7 separate regions of the Mus musculus genome follow, and regions 1, 2, 3, 4, 5 and 6 are each linked to region 7. The links are chromatin contacts, called in public Hi-C, HiCAR-type, HiChIP or PLAC-seq and promoter capture Hi-C maps. All regions are on one chromosome and are shown on one strand. The core of a region is the stretch at or near the end of the contact, and the rest is flanking DNA. Distances in the headings are between cores, read along the strand shown.

Region 1 (3,341 bases), core at 358-2,857, 2.9 Mb after region 7:
TCCCTGTCCAGTTCCCTATACTTGACGCCTGACACACGACTGCTTCAGAACACTGACTGGGAAGGAGATATTAGATGGCATTATCACATGACGGTCAGGTCAGGGAGACAACAACTTAGTTGACATTACACAGAAATCATCCCCCAGTTTCCCTTTTCCTTCCAAGGCAGGGTCTCATGCAGCCCAGGCTGGCCTTGAACACTCTATGTAGCCAAGGATGACCCTGAGCACCCGATCTTCCTGCCTCCCTGTCCTTAGTGCTGTCATTACAGGTGTTCACTACCACATCTGGTTTCAGGGTGCTGGAGATGGCACCCAGGGTTCCAACAATGGAACCACATCCTGACTAGGGATAAACCAAGCCTAGTGACTATTCTCTTGTTTCAGGACCATACACCATCCAGGTCACTCTGTTTGGCAGGATTTACTTCCAGGTAACACTCAATGTGAGCCATGACTATTCATGGTAAGGAGCATGGTCAGCACCATTTTTGACGTCAGAACTGGGGCCATCACAAGCCAATTCTGTTCAACTGTGCCGTGAGGCAGCCCTGGGGAAAAGCTGTTCAGGTGGTGTTCTTGGCCCAGTGAAAGGAAGTCAGTCAAGGCTGCACGTAGCCATGGCTGGACTTAGTTTCTTACTGGAACTTTTTCTCTTGTATTCCCACCAGGATGACAGATACTGTCACCATTCCTCAGAGAGAAGGCAGGAGGACTTTGGGTTGGAGTCCTGACTTAGATGTGGATCAGTGGTGCTGGTCCTTTGAAGCTCTGGAACAGCTGAACCTTGAATTTTGGAGTCAGACACACCTGGGTTCAAATCTCATCCCTAATACCTGTAGACTGTGACCTTCAGTGCGTGCCGCACCCTCCCTCAGTTTCAAATTCCTCCTCCAGGGACAAAGCACCCATCACGAGTACACTACAGATTTGATACTGCACATGCCAAGCTTGCCACATAGGAAACTACGAGGTCAGGTGTCACCTCCATGCCTCAGTTTCCACTTTTGGAAGACGGGGGTCTCCCCGGAAGAACAGTGTAGAGGTCTGATGTAAAGACACAGAGAGTTGACAGGCGCCAGGACCCCAGGGCAGGCTCTTCCTCAGACTGCAGCCTGCATGTCCCTGTCTGCACCTTGGTCTCCGGCGCCCGCCAGGGTCCCGGCCTGGACTCCCTGGCGGGAGGTGGAGGCCGCTGCGGTTCTCTGTCCAGCCCCGTGACCCTCCCGGATCCTCGGCCCGAGTGGATCCTGAGTCGATCCCTCAGCCCAGCCCCATAGGGGCGCGTCCAGCCCTGGTCACCGGCCGCCCAAGGCCCCGCTACCTATGGTAGAGATGAATGTGGAGTTGAAGGCGTCCTCGGAGAAGCGGAACAGGACACAGGTCTTCCCTACCCCCGAGTCCCCGATCAGCAGCAGCTTGAACAGGTAATCGTAGGTCTTCGCCATATTACACTCTCTCCCCGACGGGAAGTACGGCCGGCGCCTCGCCACTGGTCGCTGGACCCGTCTATCATCTCAGATCCCGCCCCCTATTGGCCCCCTGCCCGCCGCGCATCATCCAGGCCTACGCCCGCCACCCGGAGCCCCGCCTGTCGCAGAGAGCCCAGGGGAAAAAGGCGAAAGCGGCGCAGAGCCGGAAGCAGCCGACTGCACAGCCCATTGGTTGACGCTTGGTATAGGGAGGTTTGTTATTGGCTAGTGCTGGAGAGTCGAGGGTGAGGGCGTCAAATGACCAGCGATGGGTGTGGTCACATCTTGACCCCGCCTTCCCGTGCGCGCCTTCTCCTCAGCCCTTCAGCGTCCAGGCCCTGCCCCCGACAGGAGGGACCCCAACAATTCCGCGCGCTGGTTGATGAGAGAGTGGGAGGGACGGGCTTGGTGAACAGGCGCAAGCGTACTGGGAAGACGGTTGGCTCTGGCAGAGAGCGCACGCGCGCAGAGAACGCCTCGTGTTTCCCGCCTTCTCTGCCTGCGCAGCAGCAGCCGTAGCCGCAGCCGGCGCTGAGGCGAAGCGCAGGAAGTACCTGTGGTAATGCTTCTGAGGAGGATTTTCGGCGGTGCAAAAGTGGCGCGGGTTAAGATGTGCTGCAGACTCGCTCCTCGGCCTTGGCGCCCACCATTGGACTTACTTAGGTGCTGTACAGGCAAGCCGGCCATTGCCGTGAGCGATCCCAGGGCTTCAGCGCCGGTAGGGCTATGTTATCATTTCCAAGTAATGGCAGCGTTTTTTGTTTTGTTTTGTTTTGTTTTCTTTTCTGTGCTTGCGGGTGCTATCTATACTTAAAAATAAGTCAAGGTCCTTCACCCCACACCAGCCCGGCTTGGTAGGTAATCTTTTCCTCGTTTTATGGTAAGTATACTGAAGACAGGTGAAGTGACTTTCCTAGGTTTCAGAGTAGCATTTTTTTTTCCCTTCTGTTTTTTAATATGTTGAGGTGTAGTCCCGGAGTAACGGGAGAACAGTGACAAAATAAAATAAAGCCACATTAAGATAAACATCTGAGGGCTGGAGAGATGGCTCAGCGGTTAAGACTACTCTTCCAGAGGCCTTGAGTTCAATACCCAGCAACCACATGGTGCCTCATAACCATCTGTAATGGAATCCAGTGCCCCCTTTTGGTGTGTCTGAAGACAACTACAGTGTACTCAAATCTTAAAAAGAAAAAAGGAGTGGGGGGGGGTGGATAGATGGCTCAGTGTTTAAGAGCACTTACTGATCTTCCAGAGGTCCTGAATTACATGGTGGCTCACAATCATCAGTAATGAGATCTGATGCCCTCTTCTGGGGTGTCTAAAGACAGCTACAGTGTACTTACATATAATAAATAAATTAAAAAAAAAAAGATCTGAGTTGCTGACTACATGGCTCAGCCAGTAAAGTAAGTCATTTGTTGCTAAATCTGAGGATTGTATTCAATTCCTGGGCATACTTACTGGAAAGAGATCCAACTCCTGCAAGTTGTCCTTTGGAACCTCCACCCCACCCCTAAGATATAAATCTGTGGGAAGCAGCATCAAGATTAACACTAAGGAGCTGGAGAGATGGCTCAGGGTTTAGATCACTGTTTGCTCTTCCAGAGGTCTGGAGTTTGATTCCCAGCAACCACATGGTGGCTTCATATACATTAAAACATAATAAAAATAAGAAAGATCAACACTAGAAATGGCCCTGTGGATAAAGATGCTTGCTGTCAAACCTGATAACAAAAGTTAGATCCTAATGAAGACAAATGGTGGAAGAAGAGAACCAACTTCCACAAATTGTTTTTTTACCACCACAGGCAAGCACATCTTAAGTAAATACATGTAATTAAAATATTACATGTGTATAATATATAT
Region 2 (3,039 bases), core at 415-2,914, 2.6 Mb after region 7:
CACTTATGTACACAAACACACATACACAGAGCTTTTAAAACAAAGATTTGTGTTATGTGTATGGTGAGGCAGCTGGTCACACAGCATCCATTGTCCTGGCCTCCAGCACATGGAACAAGTGTGTGTGTGTGTGTGGGGGGGTCTTCCTTCCTCAGCTTAGTCTAGAAATTCACAGTTGTAACCCAGAGCTTTGTCTCCTATATGATTCTAGATCCTGTGCAGCTGGCAATCAGGATCAGTCACAACTACCTCAAGAAATCAAACACAGTGGGACTGAGTGTGGCGGTATATGTGTACCATGTTTCCCAGCACCTGTGTAGTGGTTTGAATGAGGATGTCCTAAGGGGCAGCAAGATAGCTCAGTGGGTAAAGATGCTTGCGGCCAAGGCTAACAACCTGAGTCCTATCTCTGTGACTCATGGTGGAAGGGGCCATCCAACACACAAATCTTTTAAGATGTAAGTTAAAATGTAACTTAAAAAAAAAAAAAAAGACAAAGAAATACCAGAGTAGGGGCTGGTGAGATGGCTCAGTGGGTAAGAGCACCCGACTGCTCTTCTGAAGGTTCGGAGTTCAAATCCCAGCAACCACATGGTGGCTCACAACCATCCTTAACAAGATCTGACTCCCTCTTCTGGATTGTCTGAAGATAGCTACAGTGTACTTACATATAATAAATAAATGAATCTTTAAAAAAAAAAAAAAAAAGAAATACCAGAGTAGCTGAAGATATAGTTAGTTGGTTAAGGGTGCTTGTTGCTTTTCCAGAGGACCCTAGTTCTGTTCCCACTCATATCGGGGGTTGGGGGCTCATAAGTGCTTTTAACTCCAGCTCAATGGCATCTAATAAACTCTTCTCTCTTGGGCAGGCATTGGCACGAGCACAGCAGGCATATACACATAAAAAAACAACAAAAAACACCAGATGTCAGGCTACACCCACATCTGCAAGCAATCAGAACCCAAATCTGTTTAACAAGCATACTGAGTGGTACTAACACTGCATATGGCCCAAGTTAGACTTGAGCACCATGGTACTTTGTTGTGTGCCACTGTCTCCATTTCCCCGGGAAAAGTTCAGCAAACCCTAGGCATTAGTAGAGGCTACTAGAGTGGAGAAGTTAAGACGGTGCCTGGGTTTAGCCAAGCTCCGATTCACAGACCCAGACTGGAAAGTGCAGGGAGCTGGAGTGCAGCGGTCTGGAAGGGAGCCCTACCTATCCCTTGGGTTCCCTGCCTCACAGGAGCCTCCAAAGCCAGGGGCTCGGTTTGCCCACTCCAATCAGGAGATGCACACGAGGCCCTCCCCACCCCCACAGACCGACTAGCCCGCCCACTCTCGGCCCACTAAACTTACGAGGCTCCGAACCTTCTAGTCACGCTGTGCTTTAGGCTAGGCTCTCTAAATCACCCGGTACGGCCAACTCTGGTAAGGCTATGCGACAGAGCCTTCCCCATAAAGGCTCCGCCTCCAGCCAGAACTGCCCCGCCCTCTCCACTGTGATCGAGGCTCCGCCCTCTTACTGCAAAACTTCTCACGGGAGGACTTGGATTCCCTTCTGCGCACGTGTACTCTGGTCCTGTGGCCTGTCCTTGCGCTGGCTGTGCTGCGCGCGCATCGCATCCCTCCTTCGTACTAGTGCGCAGGCACGGCCCCGCCCCCGTTCCTTCGGCGCTCCGGAGGCCGAGTCCGCACGAAGATGGCGGCGCCGCTTGTACCCCTCTCGCAGCAGGTATGGTGCTGGGGTGCGCCGTGGGGCGGTGCGGACGGTGGTTGCCGCGAGAAAGATAAGTCGTCGCGGAAGCGCGGCTCCAGGGGACCGCGGAGGCGCGCGCTGAAGGCTCAGAGGCTGAGTGGCGGGGGCCGGGCGGTTCTGAAGGTGACAGGCCGGAGCGGCCCGCATACTCTTGCGCCGGGCGACCCCCGAGCGGCTGCGAAGAGGTGATGGGGCGCGGCCGCTGCGTATGTCTGCTCCGTCTGGGGCCTGGCCAGGTTAAGGGACGGGGGGGGGTTTGGGGGGTGGGCGCTGTTGTTCGAGCCGCGTCGCGCTTCGTCCCCGCGGAGGCGAGCGAGAGCGGTGGGCCCGCCGCCAGTCTTTGTCTCCCGCGGGGTCGGGCGTCGGGGCGGGTGGTGTCCCATACTGGAGTCGCAAGGGGAACCGGGACACGCCCGCTTCGCCTCTGGCCGCCCAGCCCTCCTTCCCCCGAGATCCGCTTCCGCTGCTCTGTGCGGTGCGAAAAGCGCGGATCCTACGCCCCCAACGGTATGCACCAGTCTTCGTCCTCAGGGTCGCTGGATGGTTTTCTTGAACGTATCAAATGCTACAGGGACGTACAGAATAGCAGTGAGAAGGCCATTGTGCTTCTAGCGGAAAACATTCATTCATTCTTCAGCCACTTTCTAACGTGCTTGGGATCAGGTGCTTGGGAGCTCAGCAGTCTCTCACTGACAAAGTCTCTAGTTCCAGGTGACATCCATAAGAATTAGAAAGTATTCCTGTCCTGCTAATTTGCCAAATTACCCGTTTGTTCCACACAGCATATTATATGCACTTTGCTAGAATCGTCTTTCGCAGGGTCATGGTTACCAGGAGGAAGCATTTTATATTCAGATCTCGGCTCCAACTCTGGAAGAGTGTCCTTGAAGCAGGCTTCTTAACCTCAGCATATCAATTACCTCATTTGGAAAATAGAGATGTAAAATGCATTAGCAGAAAACTGTGGAAAGCACATTTTGCCTAACACATTGGAAGCTCTTTTGTTACCCGTCAATAAATTCGGGTGTTTGGGACTAAGACAAGAGCAAGTATGAATGCCAAAGCTGGTAAGAACTGCTTGGCAGGCTGATGCACCCAGGTCACCTGGTCTGAAGGAGAGGGCAATACAGGGTGGTTAAGTCCTGGAAGGACCAGCCACCAGCAGCCTTGACACTATATTAACATGTGGAGACCAGTAGATATTAATTAACATGCTCTTACAGCACCTGTGATTGTCTTCTGAAAATGGTTAAGGACTAGACAGATAGTAGGGAGTGTATTG
Region 3 (3,032 bases), core at 312-2,811, 2.6 Mb after region 7:
GACACTGGAGCCAGGGAGCTCCTGGTTTCTATTTGCTTCTTTTTCTCTAGAAGATTCCATCAAGCTTCTAAGCAGTAGCATTTCCTCCTCCTCGTCACTGGCAGATTCTTTCTTTGTGGGCAGCAGAGCTTGCTTCCCTGTCCCCACTGCCAGCCCTGGGGACCTCGCTTCAGTGGGCAGCTCCTTCTTCTTCAGAAACCTGCTACCGTTACCACTCGGCCCATCGCTCTTTGACACACATGTTTTGTTCACTTGTTTCTGGAAAGTTCTGTGTGGGTACTGGGAAGAAACAGAAGCTGCACCTGTCCTCTTAGGAAGACTCTGCTCGATGGATGTGGAGTCAGACTCCACATCAGACCAAGCCATGGGCACCTGCTTCCGATTCAGGATCTTGGTTTCAATCTGGGCCAGTTTCCTAAGGGCCTCACTGGCTCTGGTCTTGGAGGAGATGGTGGGAGGCCTCAAGCCCAGACTCACCCCCCTCCCTGCCATGGCCTCCTCTTTGGGCATCAAATATTTCTCGTCCATCGTTTGGTTTCTCTTTAAGATTCTGCTCTGCCCAGGTGTCACTTGGCCAAGACTTCGGGCTTGTAAGTTTCTGATCTCTTCCATCCTCGAGCTATCTAAGAACATATCCCTTAAGTCAAAACCACTACGTGGAGGGCCAAAGGGTCTTCTTGTGGAAGCCATTCTAGGAAAATAAAGATTGTGTTTTCAGCCTTTAAAAGTACTTCACTGTATAAGTATACTTTTTGTTTTGTTTTTATTTTTTTCAAGATAAGGTTTCCCTGTATAGCTCTGGTTTTCCTGGGAGCTCCTTAGATCAGGCCTGCCTCCCAAGTGCTGTGATCAAAGGTGTATGCCACCACCACCCAGATAAAAGTATTTCTTTTAATAAGCTGTAGGGCGTGTGGGACAGGCATAAGAACTGGTAAGGTTGAGTGAGCTCAAAACCAAAGAATCGGGGCTGGTGAGATGGCTCAGTGGTTAAGAGCGCCGACTGCTCTTCTGAAGGTCCCGAGTTCAAATCCCAGCAACCACATGGTGGCTCACAACCATCCATAACGAAATCTGATGCCCTCTTCTGGAGTGTCTGAAAGACAGCTACAGTGTACTTACATATAATAAATAAATAAATCTAAAAAAAAAAAAAAAAAAAAAAAACCAAAGAATCTCAGAGAGATTTGAGGACAGGCGTCCAGATTCGTACCTATATCTGTACCTGCTCTGGAACCTGTAACCAGGATACACAACTGAGAGGACCCATATCACACAGCACCTGGAGTTCTTCTCCATGCTAATAACACTGCCTATACTCAGTTTCCTCGCTATTGTTTGCAAGCCCTAAGGGATCATGCCCCATCGCTCTCCAGATGAGGAACCTCTGGTGTGGGTATGCCGCCCGTTTTCCTGAAGCCCCTTGCCAACCCACTTGATCACTGTGAGGTCACCTGAGTAGCTGCGTTGGCTTCTTCCCGCTAGGCTTCAGCCTCAAAGTATAGGCCCCAGTGTGCGGTTGCCTCAGGAGACAGCGCCAGAGCAACTAGAGACTACATTTCCCGTCGGCCACCGCGCTCCACCCACCAATGAGCAACTCAGGTCACAATCCCGGGCGTCACGGGACCAGTAATTTCAGCGCACCCATTAGCGTCCCCAGGTCATAATCCCAAGGCATGCCGGGAGTTGTAGTTTCTGAGTTGCGCCCGTCAAGCGGTACGGACGCCTGAGAGCAGAGAGTTGAAGTCGCACGTGCAGCTATGGTCTCGGCTCGTGCATTGCTCTGGGCCATCTGTGTGCTGCGCGTGGCACTAGCCACTGTGTACTTCCAGGAGGAGTTTCTAGACGGAGGTGAAGGCGATTGCCGTGGTGGCTGGTGGCCTGTGTCCACCATCTATGATATGGACCCGTGCGCTTTGCACCACTAACCCTCCTGTCTCCCCACAGAGCGCTGGAGGAACCGCTGGGTGCAGTCCACCAATGACTCCCAGTTTGGGCACTTCAGAGTCTCATCGGGGAAGTTCTATGGGCATAAAGAGAAAGACAAAGGTTAGTGTAGAATCGGGAGCAAATAGAGTAGAGTTAGAAACCTCATGGCACCCTGACAACGCACCCACCGTTCAAGCCAGGACACTGAGGCACATGCAGGCTCTGCAATACCCTGTTTGGGTTTACATTCCTTTACGATTGACCAGAGTAGCCGGGCGGTGGTGGCGTACGCCTTTAATCCCAGCACTCAGGAGGCAGAAGCAGGTGGATTTCTGAGTTCGAAGCCAGCCTGGTCTACAGAGTGAGTTACAGGACAGCCAGGGCTACACAGAAACCCTGTCTTGGAAAAAGAAAAAAAAAAAAAAATTGACCGAAGTGTGTTTTGGTTTAGTCTTTGAGCAGTCTCATGTAGCCCTAGATGGCTCTAACTCTCAGCCTCCCAAGTGCTGGTTACTTTTTCCACATCTATGTATGTTGGAGGCAGTATGCACCTTGAGTGTGGATTGGAATGACAGTGGAGGTGCTCAGAAAGTGCTGGAATGACAACTGGAGTCAACAGGAATGACTGTGTTGGCATTTTTCAGTAGTTGCCCAAGATCATCTCACTTCATGAAAATTGGAACCATGCTGTAGCACAACCTAGAATCCTAGCACTCCAGGGTCTTCATGAGGCAGGAAAATCACAAGTTCAAGACCAGCCTAGCTATAGAGTGAGCTCTGGCCCACCCTAAGATACAGCCAGGTCTTGGCACAAAACAAAAAGAGGGGAAATCAAAATGAAAAGTGGGGCCAGCTAGATTGGCCTGTGGCCAAGCTTGGTAACCTGAGTTTGATCCCCAGAACCTACAGGGTGGAAGGAGAGAACCTATGCCCACAAGTTGTTCTCTAACCTTGGCACATGCCCCAACCCCACAAAATGAACGAATAAATAAATAATTAAATTGTATTTTCTTTAGGTTTTTAGTTTTGTTTGTTTTGAGCCAGGGTCTCTATGTATCTCTGAATGTCTAGAAACTCTTAAATCCACCTGCCCCTTCCTCTGCCTC
Region 4 (3,073 bases), core at 31-2,530, 2.9 Mb after region 7:
GCCAAATTCCTGGCTTGGCTGGAGTCTCGAGGCCATTTTGGAGATGTCTAGGGTGGGACGGGCGTATGAGAAGCCGTAACAGCTACTGTGCAGAGCTTCCGCCCGGTTCTGAGGCTTTCTCCAGCCCGAGCGGTCCTTGAGGGATTCAAGGCTTCTACCCAGGCCAGGCTGTCGCCCAGGCAGTCTTGGGAGGAGTCCAGGCGGTACCTGCACTGCCAACTCCACCTAGCCTTTCAGTTTCTAGGGTCCCCGCCCTGAGTTCCCACACTACGGCTTCAGGAGACCTGGGCAATCACACAACACTTCTTCCCTTGTCTGTGAGTCTCCTTCGCTAGCAAACACCGCCCTACTACTCAGGCAAGGGGCTCTCCTTGCCCCGGAAACGTCTGGAATGCCTCTCCCTAGTCTTTTCTTTCTACCCACCTGTAGCAGACTTTTGGGAGACACGAATCGAACGCTTTGTGGGTGCCAGAGCTGGGCTTAGAACCCAGACCCATCTCTGGCCCCGGGCTTGACCCAGGGATGAAGAGGAGGCGCGGAGGCCTTTCCTCTTTCCGAACTATTCATGCACCCCGGTCCCTGAACTCTCAGGGAAGGCGCATACAGTGGGCGCTCCGGCGTCGGGCAGGCCCCCTAGTGGATATTACCTGGGGCTAGGGGGACACAGGGTGATGGTGGTGGTGGTGGGTGTCCTGCAGGCCAGCGTCCAAATTCTCCTGTCCCCACCCCGCCCTCAGCGGACGTGTCGCGGCCGCACCCTAAGGACGTGCCGGGAAAGTTCGGGCGCGAAGAAGCAAAAGCGCGCACCGCCCCCGCCCCCACCTTGGTCAGCCGCAGACAATGGGAGCGCGGTATTTGCCCCACTACTCCGGAGTGCCCCGCGCAGGACTGTCCCCCCCGCAACCTCCCAGTTCCTGCCCCGCCAGCGTACGGGGCTCCAGGATCCAAGGGTATGGATGATCAAGGCGGAGGGGAGACGGAGGAAGGGGGAGCTAGAAGCATGCGGAGCTGGGAAGAAAAGAGGGCGCCAGGGAGCACTGCGGGCCCGGAAGCGCGCGGGACGAAAAGTGGGATCGGGCGGGGGTCGCGGACGGCGCGGGTCCTGGTCTCTCACTTTCTCGCGCCGCTCGCGCTCGCCATCCAGTTCGCGCTGCAGGCCTTGCGCGCGATCCTCTGCGTCGTCTGCCTGCTGCTGCAGGGCCTGGATCTTGCGCTTCACTGCCTCCAGTGAGTTGAGGCCGGCCATAGCTCAATCGTTCTGCTGGGCTCCGGCGACAGCTGGGCGGCCGCGCCCGGGCCCGCCAGCCTTGGCCACGCCGGGGCCGCCCCCGCCTCTCCCCGCCCCCCGGCCCTGCTGTCAGGCCCATGAGGTCACCCGGGCCGGCCGCGACGTCAGCACCGGGCGGGGGGTGGGTGGGAGGGGGTGGCTGACGTCGGTGCAGCTAGCCGCCTTTGCCCTGTGGGCTCCTCGTCCTCCCTCACTGCCCGCCCCGCCTGGCCCAGCGGCCGCGCACTTACCTGGGAGCCTTTATTCTCCGTCTGCTTTAGAGTCTTCTTTAAGTCTGTCAGGTCCTCGGAGTGCCTGTCCAGTTCGTCCTCCACGCATTTCAGTTTCTTCTGGAACTACGTCAGCTGCTCTTTCACCTGGGGACACAGAAGATAATGAGTCAGCCTAATGGTCCATTGCCCGGAGTTTGGGAGGCTGAGGCAGAAGGACTGGGAGTTTAAGGCCCTGCAAATGAACAAAGTCTTTATGAGCTGATGAGATGGCTCCATGGGTAGAGGTGCTTGCCACCAAGCCTAATGCCCAGAGTCCATTAATCTCACACATGCGCCCACATTAATGTAGAAAGTAAAAGGTTTATATAAAGAAGGTCTCATTCAGAGGACACAAGTTTGTGAAAGTAAAAAGTGTATATAGACAAGGTCTTGTACAGAGGACTCAGGTTGATTCCCAGCTCCTGTTCCAGGGGAGCCAACATTCTCTGCTTCCATGACCCCTTAGCATAGGCATGCATGCATGCAAAACACCCTCACATAAAATATAAAATACTCCCTCCACATACACAGAGCGGTAAGTGTGCATTACTGAATACAGAGGGATTTTACTCTTGACCTAAGGACTGGCCATTCTTGGACTCATAAGAGTCCCCACTCTCTTGAGGAAGTCATAGCTTTAGTTTGAAACACTACAAATTGGATTTTGCATTCTCACTTTCTGAATGCAGCTCTCAGGTGATCTCTGTTTAAGCAAAGTGGAGCCTATAGAAACTCCCAGTTTTGTAGGCAGAAACTTTCTGACCAGTGTGCAAGCCCTTTCCCCTGCTGAGAAACTTACCCTCAAGAGCCCCACATCCTGCTCCCACTCCAATCTGGCTCCCACACCTGGCTTTCAGGTCTGTCCTGGAAGAGACCCACTCTCAGGGACCAATTCCCCTCTAAGATCAAATTTTCACTCCTCTAACTTTTGCACATTTGTTAGGCATCTGTTTTTTTGTTTGTTTGTTTTTGTTTTTGTTTTTGAGACAGGGTTTCTCTGTGTAGCCCTGGCTGTCCTGGAACTCTGTAGACCAGGCTGGCCTCGAACTCGGAAATCCGCCTGCCTCTGCCTCCCAAGTGCTGGGATTAAAGGCGTGTGCCACCACCGCCTGGCATGCATCTGTTTTAATTAATGTGTCCTTTAACCTTCCCCAGAATCTAGTGCTGTTTGTTCTGAGAGTCTGTCCCCCACAATTCCTGTTTTAGGCATCCCATCAACCTCTCTGAGAACCACTCAGCCATGTGACACCTCCTAGCTGCTAGGGTCACTCTTGTGTCAACTCCACAGGATCTCTGTATCTCCTTCTATCCCTGATGCTGTATGTGGTCTAGAGCAGGACTCCCCTCCACCCCCCAGTACTCCAGGCCAAGCTTCCTGTCCTTCCTCAGCAGGAAACACTGAGGGTGGTTGCCTTTCTGTAGATTAACACCCGTCCACTCACCACTTCCCCCAACCCCCCAGTTCTTAAAATAAATTTGATAGGGACTCCATGCTCACACCAATACTCAGATCTCTGTGGACAGTAAGTATTAC
Region 5 (2,999 bases), core at 269-2,768, 2.6 Mb before region 7:
ACCATGTCACTCTGTCCCCACCATAGCCATACCGGGCTCAGCACTAGAGTGCAGAAATAGATTTCAGAAATTGTGTAAAAAATTGGCTTCCTATGAGAAGGAATGGAGAAGATGGCTATCAGAAGCAGTAAGAGTGTGGCTGGACACACAGAAACAAGTCCTGTTAGACAGCCTATCCAAAAAGACTGCCATTTGCCAAGAAATAAGTAGTGGTGATAAGCTGTAAAGCAAGAGTTTTCCCTAATTTTCTGAACTTCAACAGTATACCAAGATTTCATTAATGGTTAGGAATTTCCTTAAAACCAACTATTTTAACTTATAGTGTAGACCAAACTAAAGTCCTACAGCCCCTTTAAGGAAATGTGCAAAATGGAGATCACAGGAGAAAGACTGCAGAAGTCAGACTCCAGGCTCTGGTAACTGAGGAATGTGATTTCATCTGTATACTTTGAGACTCTGGTCCATGACATTTTGTCCAGATGGCTAATAGGCAGAAGTCCCCTGGTTGCAGGTGATGGCAAATATTTAAACATCAAGCAGAGTCCAAAGTCAGAGAAAACAGCTCTATTACTTAATAGGTACTATTAATCACTTGACACTTTTCTCATCTGTGAAACAGAAAACTACCCATCGCTACTCGGTACTTTTATGCAGATCAACTCATACAAAATGGGTAGAGAAGTTAGTGTTTGATTTCAGAAAATGACAATATATGCAGTGTTCAGTGTCTAGTCGGGACTCAGATGTTTGCTTGTTCCCTTGATTTAGAAAGAATTTAAGATCCCATGTGTCATTGATCTGTAAAGCTATACAGCTAAAAGCTTTAGGTGTATAGAACAGATGTCAGAATACCAACCTTTTAAATCTTAAATAAGATTTTGTTTTTTTTTTAACTCAAGTTTGAAACGTGAACATTTCATATTGGCGGTTACTTTCAAAAAAGCTATTCTTAGAATGATTCTTCTGCCGGGTCTAGAAATTATGCAGACAAATTCCTCCTTAGGACCCTAAACTCTAGCAACTGACTGAAATCTAACCTATTCTGTCTTATTCCAGCGGGCTTCCCATTCCACCCCTAAAGACAACTGGGAAGCCTTCTGAGAAAAATAAAGCTATTTCAAGTTCCACTCCACAGTGACTGCCCCTCACTATGACTTTTCTTTAGATGGAGTAAAGTCTCAGGAATGTAGCGGGTGTTTCTGAAACGTCCCCAGTTCCTACAACTTTCGGAGCCCTTTTAGGGAACCACTTAGACTAGGTAAATTAGAGATGCCAGAAATCCGCCGCTACTCTCCTTCCTGCCCTTGCCACGCCCTCTCGGTAACCTAGGTTACAGCCACGCCCTCCTCCGTAACTGACCAATCACAATGCTTTGCGTTGCGGGACAAGGTTTAGCTCAGCTTGAAACTCAGAGCAAATCATTTGCTGCAAGCATCTGATCGGAAACGGAAGTGGAATAGTCGGCGGAAGATGAGTTCTGAAGATGAGTACTGTAGAGGTTCCAAAGCCGTGAGTGAGGAAGTTCTGGGCCGGGTCTTCCGGGGGCGGAGACTAGCCTGCCAGAGCTGGACTAGGGAGAGGGCTGGTAGGGTACCAGATGCAGGTCAGACCCCGAGTGCCTAGAATCCCTAGTTTACCCTGATAGTCCTCGGGGTCACGATGCAGCGGAGACTCTGGGTGACCTCCAGGTGAGGCGGAGGCGACGCCGCGGCGGCACTGAGTCCATGCGGGTTGGCCGGCGAGGATGCAGCCTGCACCTGCGAGCATCCCGAGCGGCCACCGCTGCAGCAGCCGCAAACACAGAGCGACCCGAGAACGCGGCGCCAGCGGCTAGTAAATCTTTTCCTATAGGGCGCCAGCGGAGAAGACAACCGAAAAAGCGAACTTGCCAAATTCTTGGTTTGGTTCGATTATTCAGCTACTCAAAGAGAATCTGTTACAGAACATGCCTTGCGCATGTAATCGGAGTAACTGGAGGAGATGGATCCGACCCCTGTTGGTACTTTTTTACGCAACAACCATCCTGGTCGCGGTTCCGATATGCATTTGGAAGTTTCAAAAAATGAAGGTAAGAGGGTCCTGCACCTCTACCCTTTCTTCCGCTGGTTGACAGAGTTCCTTTGTCTGCCTTCTAATGCTTGAGGTCTGAAAAACATTTCGTCTGTGGACATTAAACCAACCTGACTGGTTTTATTTAGCCGCTACAACTGGAGGTAGGTCCGGGTCGAGAAACAAATAGTTAAAGCACCTACTTACAATGGGCGCTTTCCCAATATTCATCAGTCCCAGAAAGAACTTTATTCTTGAAATCAGATCTGCTATGCAGGTACTAGGGCTTGACCAGACCAAATAAACCATCTTAAAAACTATGTTCTGGATTTTATAGGCTTTTAGCCGGTTTTCTGGAACCAAAGGATTCTTGTTAAATTGACTTTGCTAATTAACTTTACGTTTGAAGTTACAAGTTTTCTTTGTTTCTTTCCTTAAAATCTCCTGTAAACCAGGCTGTTCTGGATTTTGCTTTGTAGACTAGGATGATCCTCCTGCATCCAAACTTCCCAGTGCTTGGATTACCGGTGTATCCATCATTCTGTTTACTCAATGCAGGGATTGAACCCAGGGCTTTGTTTATTTGAGGCAAGCACTCTACCATCTGAGCTTCATCCCCAGACCTGAAGTTACTCCTTAACCAAAGCAAAAATTTTACAAACATCCCCTGTGTGTTCCTTTATATTTAAAAAAAAAAAAAGGTGTATTTGTTGGTGTGTTCGTGGGATGGTCCAGTTGTGGAGGTCTGAAGGTGGACAACTTGGAGCAGTTGGCTCTGCTCTCTCATCATAATGAGTGCTGAGGACTGAGCTGAATCTATCAGGGTTGGAGACAGGCACCTACCAGCTGAGACATCTCTCTGGCCCTCTTTGTTGATGTCATGTTGTGACATTAGTAAAGTATTACAAGCTGGATAGCTAACCTATGTCTATAGTATATCTATAAAGTGA
Region 6 (3,056 bases), core at 95-2,594, 2.7 Mb after region 7:
ACCCATTAAACTGCCACACCCCCTTGGCAGTGTCATAGACTCTGGGGACAGTATCCATTTCCCTTCTGGAGGATGGACAGGGTCTTCCTCTGTAACCTAGCCTGTTCCTGAACTCGCGGCCATCCCCCTGCCGCAGATCCCGGGAATGAGGCCAGGCGCCCACCTGTGTGTGTACGCAGATGCGCCTTTAGGTGCGAGCTCTTGGTGTAGGTCTTGCCGCAGTTGGTGTAGCTGCAAGTATGTGTGGCGGCGCGCTTGCGGGGCCAGGAGCGGCGGCCGCGTTTGGGCTTGGCCTCCAGCAGCTCCAGCGGGGACGAGGGCGGCGTGAGGAGACCGCGCGTGGCAGGTGGAGCCAAGCCCAGCGCCGCCGCCGCTGCCGCCGCGTCCTCGAAAAGACCGAAGGCGCCAGGCGCGGGAGGCCCGTAGTGCAACGCGGGGCCGGGACCGCCGAAGCTGGGGCCGGGACCGAAGGGCGGCGGGAACGGGTTGCGGGGACCGGACGCCGGGATGCGCAGGGGGCCGTCGGGGCTGAGCGGCGGCGTGTCCGGGGGCGGCGGGGGGCGGCCGGCGGGACCCCGCATGCATGCACCTGTCGCTCCTGGGGCGCCCTCGAGCTTCAGCCCGCGCGGTCCGTGGGCCAGGCCCGGAGCGCAGCCGTAGCCGCCGCCGTCCACCTCGGGGGGCTCGGCCTTCACTAGCCGCCCGGGAGGCGCGAGGAGGAAGCGGCCGTGCAGAGCCGGCCCCTGAGGCGGGTCCAGGTCGGGGCGCAGCAGCTCTGTTCCCAGGCTGGCCGCGGGGATGCTGTAGGGCGGCGGAGCACCCGGCTCCGGGTAGTAGAAGGCAGGCGGCGGGGGCTGCGGCGGGGGCTCGGGAGGATTTTCGGCGCCCAGACCGTCCAATCCCATGGAGAGGATGAAGTCCAACACGTTGTTTAGGTCCTCATCCGTGCCGCCCGCCTCGGGTTCATTTCGCGGCCAGCGCTGCAGGAGACAGGGCGCGGGACGTGAGTGGGGGTGCCTCCTGCTACCCTGCACCCCAAAGTCTAACAACTAGGCCCTCAAGATCTGCACCCGGTGCACGGCATCCCTTCAGCGCGCGTGTCCTCAGTCCCTGCACCCACCTCCTGTCCCACAGCCTGAAGTCTAACTCCCTGAGGCGGTCAGCACCCTGGACCTTGTCATCTCCAGTACTGGCTCCTGCACCCTGTAGCCTGGTACCTTGCTACCCCGCCGCCCGCGGACCCTCGCTGCCCTCACCTCCTGGAGGCCGCGCTCGCACGGGCTGGCGAAAGTGGCAAAGGACGGCAAGATAGGCTCGCTGAGCGCCATGGCAGGGACTGTGTGTGCTGTGGCCCGGCCCACCCAGGCCTTATAGGCGCGGCAGGCACAGAGGGCCGGGCTAGGAGGCGTCGACGGAAACGCGTCCCGGATGGGGACGAGCTCCGGGCTCAGCCTAAATTTAGCCGCGGTATATAAGCCTGGCGGTGGTGGCTGTGGCGGCTACTGCGGGAGCCCGGACTGCGCTCCTCAAGCCCCGCCCCCGCGGCCGGGCCCCGCCCCCGACCGTCCCTATGGCGACGGCGTCAACAAACCAGGCACAACAGCATAGTTAGCGCGCGCGGGGGGCGGGGGAGGGGGTGGCACCTGGGACTCCGCGGGGAACACGGGTGACGAGGCTTTCCCGGTATCTCCCCAGCCTCAAGCCCCTGGAAACCTGGACCGATGCATGGGGAGTCTGGGGTCACAGTGCTCACCCAGGGAACGCTCTGTGAAATCTTTGTTTAAGCTACCTTGGAAGCTAAGACAAGAAGGATGAAGTTTGGGGCCTGCCTAGAAGGGAGTTGAGGCCAGCCTGGAGCATCGTAGCCCCCTTAATACACACACACACACACACACACACACACACACACACAGAGGGAGAGAGATAGACACAGAGAGAGAAAGAGAGAGAGAGGGAGAGAGAGAGAGAGAGAGAGAGAGAGAGAGATGGGAGGGAGGGAGGGAGGGAGGGAGGGAGGGAGGGAGGGAGGGAGGGAGGGAGGGAGGGAGGGAGGGAGGGAGGGAGGGAAGGAGACACACACACACACACAGAGGCAGACACCATGGCATGGTGGTATATGCTTGTCTTCAGAACATTTAGGAGGTTGAAAGCATTAGGTTCAAGGCCCCTTTGGCTACAAGAGACCGTGTCTTAAAAAAGAAGCAAACACTAGAGGCAGGCATGATGGCTTAGTGTCTGCTTACAAGCCTCATCCAAGGAGCTCAGTTCCCAAAAGGGGGAGAGAATCCGTTCCCATAAGTTGTCCTTAGACCTCACAGTGCACTGGCGCACGTGCAAATACACAATAGCATGTAATAATTACAATTTACACTAGATACATAAATACAGTACTGAGTCTCTGGGACCTTTCACCTCCCACAAACATACACCTCACATAAATCCTTCTAGTGCAGGGAAGAGCTGTTGTCTGACTGTCAAGACTTGCAAGGGATACTCAGTGGGGGATGGGCACATCAAATAAATATGCATAATACCCAAGGGGCCTAAACAGAAAAAAAAAAGGAACAGTGGAAGAGGAGGAAGTATGTGGTGAGCCTGGGGAAGGACATTGGTGCAATTTTGACCTTAACCCCGGAGGCAAACATTGAGGTAAGCTCTGGAGAAAGCAAGAGGGTAATAGAGAGAGGGAGGGCATTGAAGCTGTGACCTGAAACCAGGAGGCTGAGGGGTGCAGTCAAGCTTGTGTAGTTGGGTGCAGTGATTCCAGCAGGAATAGGGGGTGGCAGATTCCACACCCAGCCCCTTGTCCACTTCTGTGACTTTGGAGCAGAAACATTGGCGAACTACAGACACTGGTCTGTAACATCAGCCCCAACTGTCCACAGGTCCTTTCCACAAAACATCAAAGTAGAGAGATCACACACTCATGGAGGCAGAATGTGAGGCTGAAACACTGGCTTGGTTAAGGAAGATCTAACAAGTCCTCTAGGACCGGGGACCCACCTCAGCCTGTCACCACAGAGCGGGGAATACCATGTGTGTTTCACATGGAGCAA
Region 7 (2,877 bases), core at 172-2,671:
AACCCTACACCTGCCCATCTGAGTCTTGGATAGGTCTGACATGAACCCCAAGGCAGAAAGGGTCCAGCAGTGAGATTTAGTCAGTGTTCTGAGGTACTGATGTAGCAGTACTCTTAATCAGAAGTATTTCTTGCCCAAGGCAGGCAACTTTCAGGGCAGGAGAGATGCTGAGCTTTGAACTGACAGGCAGTTTAAAAGACTGAACCCAAAAGACTTTATCCAAAAAGTCTCAGGACTTTGAGGCTGGCTTTGAAGGCCAGACTAATTTGCCTGTTTTACATAGGAAATCTGCGAAGAAGACTGCCTTCTCTTTCCAGGTCTCAAACAACGATTTATGGTGAAGCACCTGGGCTTCAGGCATCAGAGCTCCCTTGCAGAGAACTGATGAGAACCTCAAAAGAGCTACTAACAGCTGCAGTGTTGGTTACAACACAGAGCTGGGTTAACAGTTTCAGGGGAAGCCTTAGCTTTCAGATTCGGCCTTCCCAATTTCACAATGCCGTCGGGACCCTTCAGGTAAGGGGGTATGGATGTCACGCCCAGACCACCCATTCCTGGGGAAACGTCGCCGCCTGGCCTTTGCCCGAGAGTAGGTGCTGGGAGCCGGCACCTTCCCATGGGCTCCAGCCCCAGTAGGTGGTAACACGTTGACAATGACAGGCGTTAGCCATGTGCCAGGAAACATCCTCAGTGCTATCTTATTAATGCATTTAATGATCAAACAAGTCCAGGAAGGCTGGGCCATGACCCTTTAACTATGGGCGAGGACCATCACGGGGGCGACGTCACATAAACCCGAGACTCCCGACCATGGGGACAGAGGCGCGGCCGAACCTAGACACCCCGGCGTCTCGGAATGTGAAGAGTCGGTGACGCGGCGAATGATCAAGACGCCGCCAGCCCGGGAGGGGCTCTTAGTCTGCGCGCGCCCGGTGGTGGCGCGGCCCAACGCCTTCTCATCACAGCAGTCCCTTTAACCCAAACTTTCTCCCTCTACTCGGACCCCAGCACGCACACATTGGCTGAACCACATCCGCCCAGGACCGCCTCCTTCCACTGCCTATTGGCTACATCAAGCATCAATCCCCATATAAGACTTCCGATTGGCCCGTGTTCTTGTCAATCAGGTGGGTCATAGGGTGGGCGGAGCCCAGAGCGCCGCGCCAGCCTCACCGCCTAGCCTCCCTCCTGTCTGCCAGACTGCGGACTCCGACAGGTCCCAGGGCCAAGGCCAGAGCGGCACACAGGGGCGGGACTGCGCGCGGCTCCGGGGACTCACCGATCCGTTGTCCCACCGGAGAGCTGAACGGATTTCCCAGGAGAAAGTCCATTGCCGCGGCTACCGCTGCCACCAGCTCCCAGAATCAGGTGACAGCAACCGCCGGCGCCGCCGACCCGCCACGTGACCCGTTGGCCAGCCCGCGGGGTGGTGCCGGCAGGCGGGGGCTCTGGAGCGCAGCCACGAGGCCCCGCCCCCTACTAGGCTGCCCCTGGGCCGTGGCTGACGCCACACCAGGGCGGGGCCTGGGAGGGCCGGCTTCTAAGCCACGCCCCTGAAGCTTCAGTGCGCGCCACTGTGGAGCCTGGAAGTCTTGACATCCTGAAACTGGGTCTCTGGCCAGGGAAAGACCTGGGTCAGGTTACGCATACTCAGACAGGTATTAGTATTAGTGTCTTAGCCTTTAGTCCTGGGGACCAAGCCCTGAGGATGACAGCCTCCTTGCCCAAGTCGGACTCGAAATTTCCATTTGATGTCTCCCCGCTCCAAGAGCCAGAGGAGGCAAGGGCCTGGGTTTTTGCTCTCTTGAGACAGAGAATGAACTGCCTGTCCTGTGGCAAATGCTTTCACCTCATAAGCCACCTCATCTGCCTTGGCTCTCACCTGGCAAACCGGAAAAGTGCTTTTTCCTTATCTGTTCCCCTCAGCTGTAAATATCCATAATGTAATGCTTTCAGAGTATTGAGGTGACATGAAAATCACTCATAAGGCATTCCGTAATGGTTGCTTCCTCCTTGCTGTATCTTTGTAAGGCATTATGTTTTAAACTTTTAAATTTTTTTTTAACTCTATATGTGTGTGTTCCATGGTGCATACAGAGAGGTCAGAAGAAAACGTGGAGGAATCGATTCTCTCACCACATTTAATCTGAGATTAAACAAGTACTGTGGGCCATCACACTTCCTCCTCCATTTTGGCAGGGCTCATACCTAGGACTTTGCCACACTGAAACCCGGTGCTGCAGTCCCCCCCACCCCCCCTTTTTTTTTGACAATATCCCTTGTCTGGCCTCAAACTCAGATCCCTGGGGTGTTGGAATTGGAGAAGTATGTGCATCATAGCATGCAGCCTTATTATTATTATTATTTTTTTTTTGCTACTTATGACTTTTAACATTTTGTTTTTCCATTAACTTTTTCCTTAACCATGAAAGGTCAAATTTCCATATTTCAATGTTCACAGTATTAGCACATATTCACTTCAGGCCATGTGGCTGTTGACTCAGAGACAAGGAGGTGACATCACATTTTTTTTTTATTTAAAATAGACAAGACTCTGGAAAGCTCCTGGGATATGAACTGTCTGTTTTTTGGCATAGAATTTTCATGCAACTCTGACAAAAGATTGATGGATACTTTTTGATTTAGGCCAATAGCAATATTTTAAATGGTTTCATTTGCTATGCCACAACTATCATATTCTCTCCTTTTATAATACATGCAAATGATATTTGAGAGCCTTTACATATAAGGTGTGTTCAACCTGAGACCCAAGGGCTGCATGGCCCAGGATAGATAGGAACATGGTAACTTGACCTTTATTTCAGGATTTGGTTTTAAAATTTTTAAATTTTGTGTTTGTGTGTGTGTGTGTACCTC

What was found. Promoter capture Hi-C pulls out the DNA fragments that hold promoters and counts their contacts. Hi-C and Micro-C count contacts between places; a contact is called where the count stands out from the background. HiCAR-type assays count read pairs that join an accessible place to other places. HiChIP or PLAC-seq counts read pairs in DNA pulled down with a chosen protein or histone mark.
Region 1: a contact with region 7 is called in a Hi-C map of muscle stem cells, with 6 times the contacts expected there. The contact joins the promoter of Rab8a here to the promoter of Tom1 in region 7. A contact is called at or near these places in 4 of 39 promoter capture datasets (cranial neural crest, liver, pre-B cells and 1 more), 1 of 484 Hi-C or Micro-C datasets (muscle stem cells) and 1 of 115 datasets of contacts at active chromatin or transcription factors (embryonic forebrain).
Region 2: a contact with region 7 is called in a HiCAR-type map of astrocytes, with 7 times the contacts expected there. The contact joins the promoter of Eps15l1 here to the promoter of Tom1 in region 7. A contact is called at or near these places in 5 of 115 datasets of contacts at active chromatin or transcription factors (astrocytes, cardiomyocytes, differentiating embryonic stem cells and 2 more).
Region 3: a contact with region 7 is called in a promoter capture Hi-C map of hippocampal neurons, with 11 times the contacts expected there. The contact joins the promoter of 1700030K09Rik here to the promoter of Tom1 in region 7. A contact is called at or near these places in 3 of 39 promoter capture datasets (cranial neural crest, hippocampal neurons and maxillary cranial neural crest) and 3 of 115 datasets of contacts at active chromatin or transcription factors (astrocytes, extraembryonic endoderm stem cells and large pre-B cells).
Region 4: a contact with region 7 is called in a HiCAR-type map of astrocytes, with 5 times the contacts expected there. The contact joins the promoter of Tpm4 here to the promoter of Tom1 in region 7. A contact is called at or near these places in 1 of 39 promoter capture datasets (embryonic stem cells) and 1 of 115 datasets of contacts at active chromatin or transcription factors (astrocytes).
Region 5: a promoter capture Hi-C map of pre-B cells shows a contact between it and region 7, with 7 times the contacts expected there. The contact joins the promoter of Tmem184c here to the promoter of Tom1 in region 7. A contact is called at or near these places in 5 of 39 promoter capture datasets (cranial neural crest, embryonic stem cells, hippocampal neurons and 2 more) and 3 of 115 datasets of contacts at active chromatin or transcription factors (astrocytes, embryonic forebrain and pro-B cells).
Region 6: an H3K27ac HiChIP or PLAC-seq map of embryonic stem cells shows a contact between it and region 7, with 6 times the contacts expected there. The contact joins the promoter of Klf2 here to the promoter of Tom1 in region 7. A contact is called at or near these places in 4 of 39 promoter capture datasets (cranial neural crest, embryonic stem cells, frontonasal cranial neural crest and 1 more) and 2 of 115 datasets of contacts at active chromatin or transcription factors (both in embryonic stem cells).

Annotation. Positions count from the first base shown.
Region 1 is chr8:72,159,466-72,162,806 of GRCm38.p6, reverse strand. It overlaps Rab8a (RAB8A, member RAS oncogene family), which reads right to left and starts at 1,607. Exons shown (of 8, transcript NM_023126.2): 1 at 1,325-1,607. The coding sequence starts at 1,448.
Region 2 is chr8:72,420,099-72,423,137 of GRCm38.p6, reverse strand. It overlaps Eps15l1 (epidermal growth factor receptor pathway substrate 15-like 1), which reads left to right and starts at 1,664. Exons shown (of 24, transcript NM_007944.3): 1 at 1,664-1,733. The coding sequence starts at 1,701. Gm46043 (a long non-coding RNA gene) reads right to left here. Exons shown (of 3, transcript XR_001778581.2): 1 at 1,358-3,039.
Region 3 is chr8:72,442,409-72,445,440 of GRCm38.p6, reverse strand. It overlaps 1700030K09Rik (RIKEN cDNA 1700030K09 gene), which reads right to left and starts at 1,561. Exons shown (of 8, transcript NM_028170.2): 1 at 1,452-1,561; 2 at 1-691. The coding sequence starts at 690. Calr3 (calreticulin 3) reads left to right here and starts at 1,663. Exons shown (of 9, transcript NM_028500.3): 1 at 1,663-1,848; 2 at 1,945-2,046. The coding sequence starts at 1,758.
Region 4 is chr8:72,133,495-72,136,567 of GRCm38.p6, reverse strand. Tpm4 (tropomyosin 4) reads right to left here and starts at 1,280. Exons shown (of 8, transcript NM_001001491.2): 1 at 1,115-1,280. The coding sequence starts at 1,246.
Region 5 is chr8:77,609,172-77,612,170 of GRCm38.p6, reverse strand. It overlaps Tmem184c (transmembrane protein 184C), which reads left to right and starts at 1,518. Exons shown (of 10, transcript NM_145599.4): 1 at 1,518-2,068. The coding sequence starts at 1,946. Gm39200 (a long non-coding RNA gene) reads right to left here and starts at 90. Exons shown (of 3, transcript XR_878939.2): 1 at 1-90.
Region 6 is chr8:72,317,350-72,320,405 of GRCm38.p6, reverse strand. It overlaps Klf2 (Kruppel-like factor 2 (lung)), which reads right to left and starts at 1,344. Exons shown (of 3, transcript NM_008452.2): 1 at 1,257-1,344; 2 at 164-980. The coding sequence starts at 1,328.
Region 7 is chr8:75,032,230-75,035,106 of GRCm38.p6, reverse strand. It overlaps Tom1 (target of myb1 trafficking protein), which reads right to left and starts at 1,421. Exons shown (of 15, transcript NM_011622.3): 1 at 1,280-1,421. The coding sequence starts at 1,331.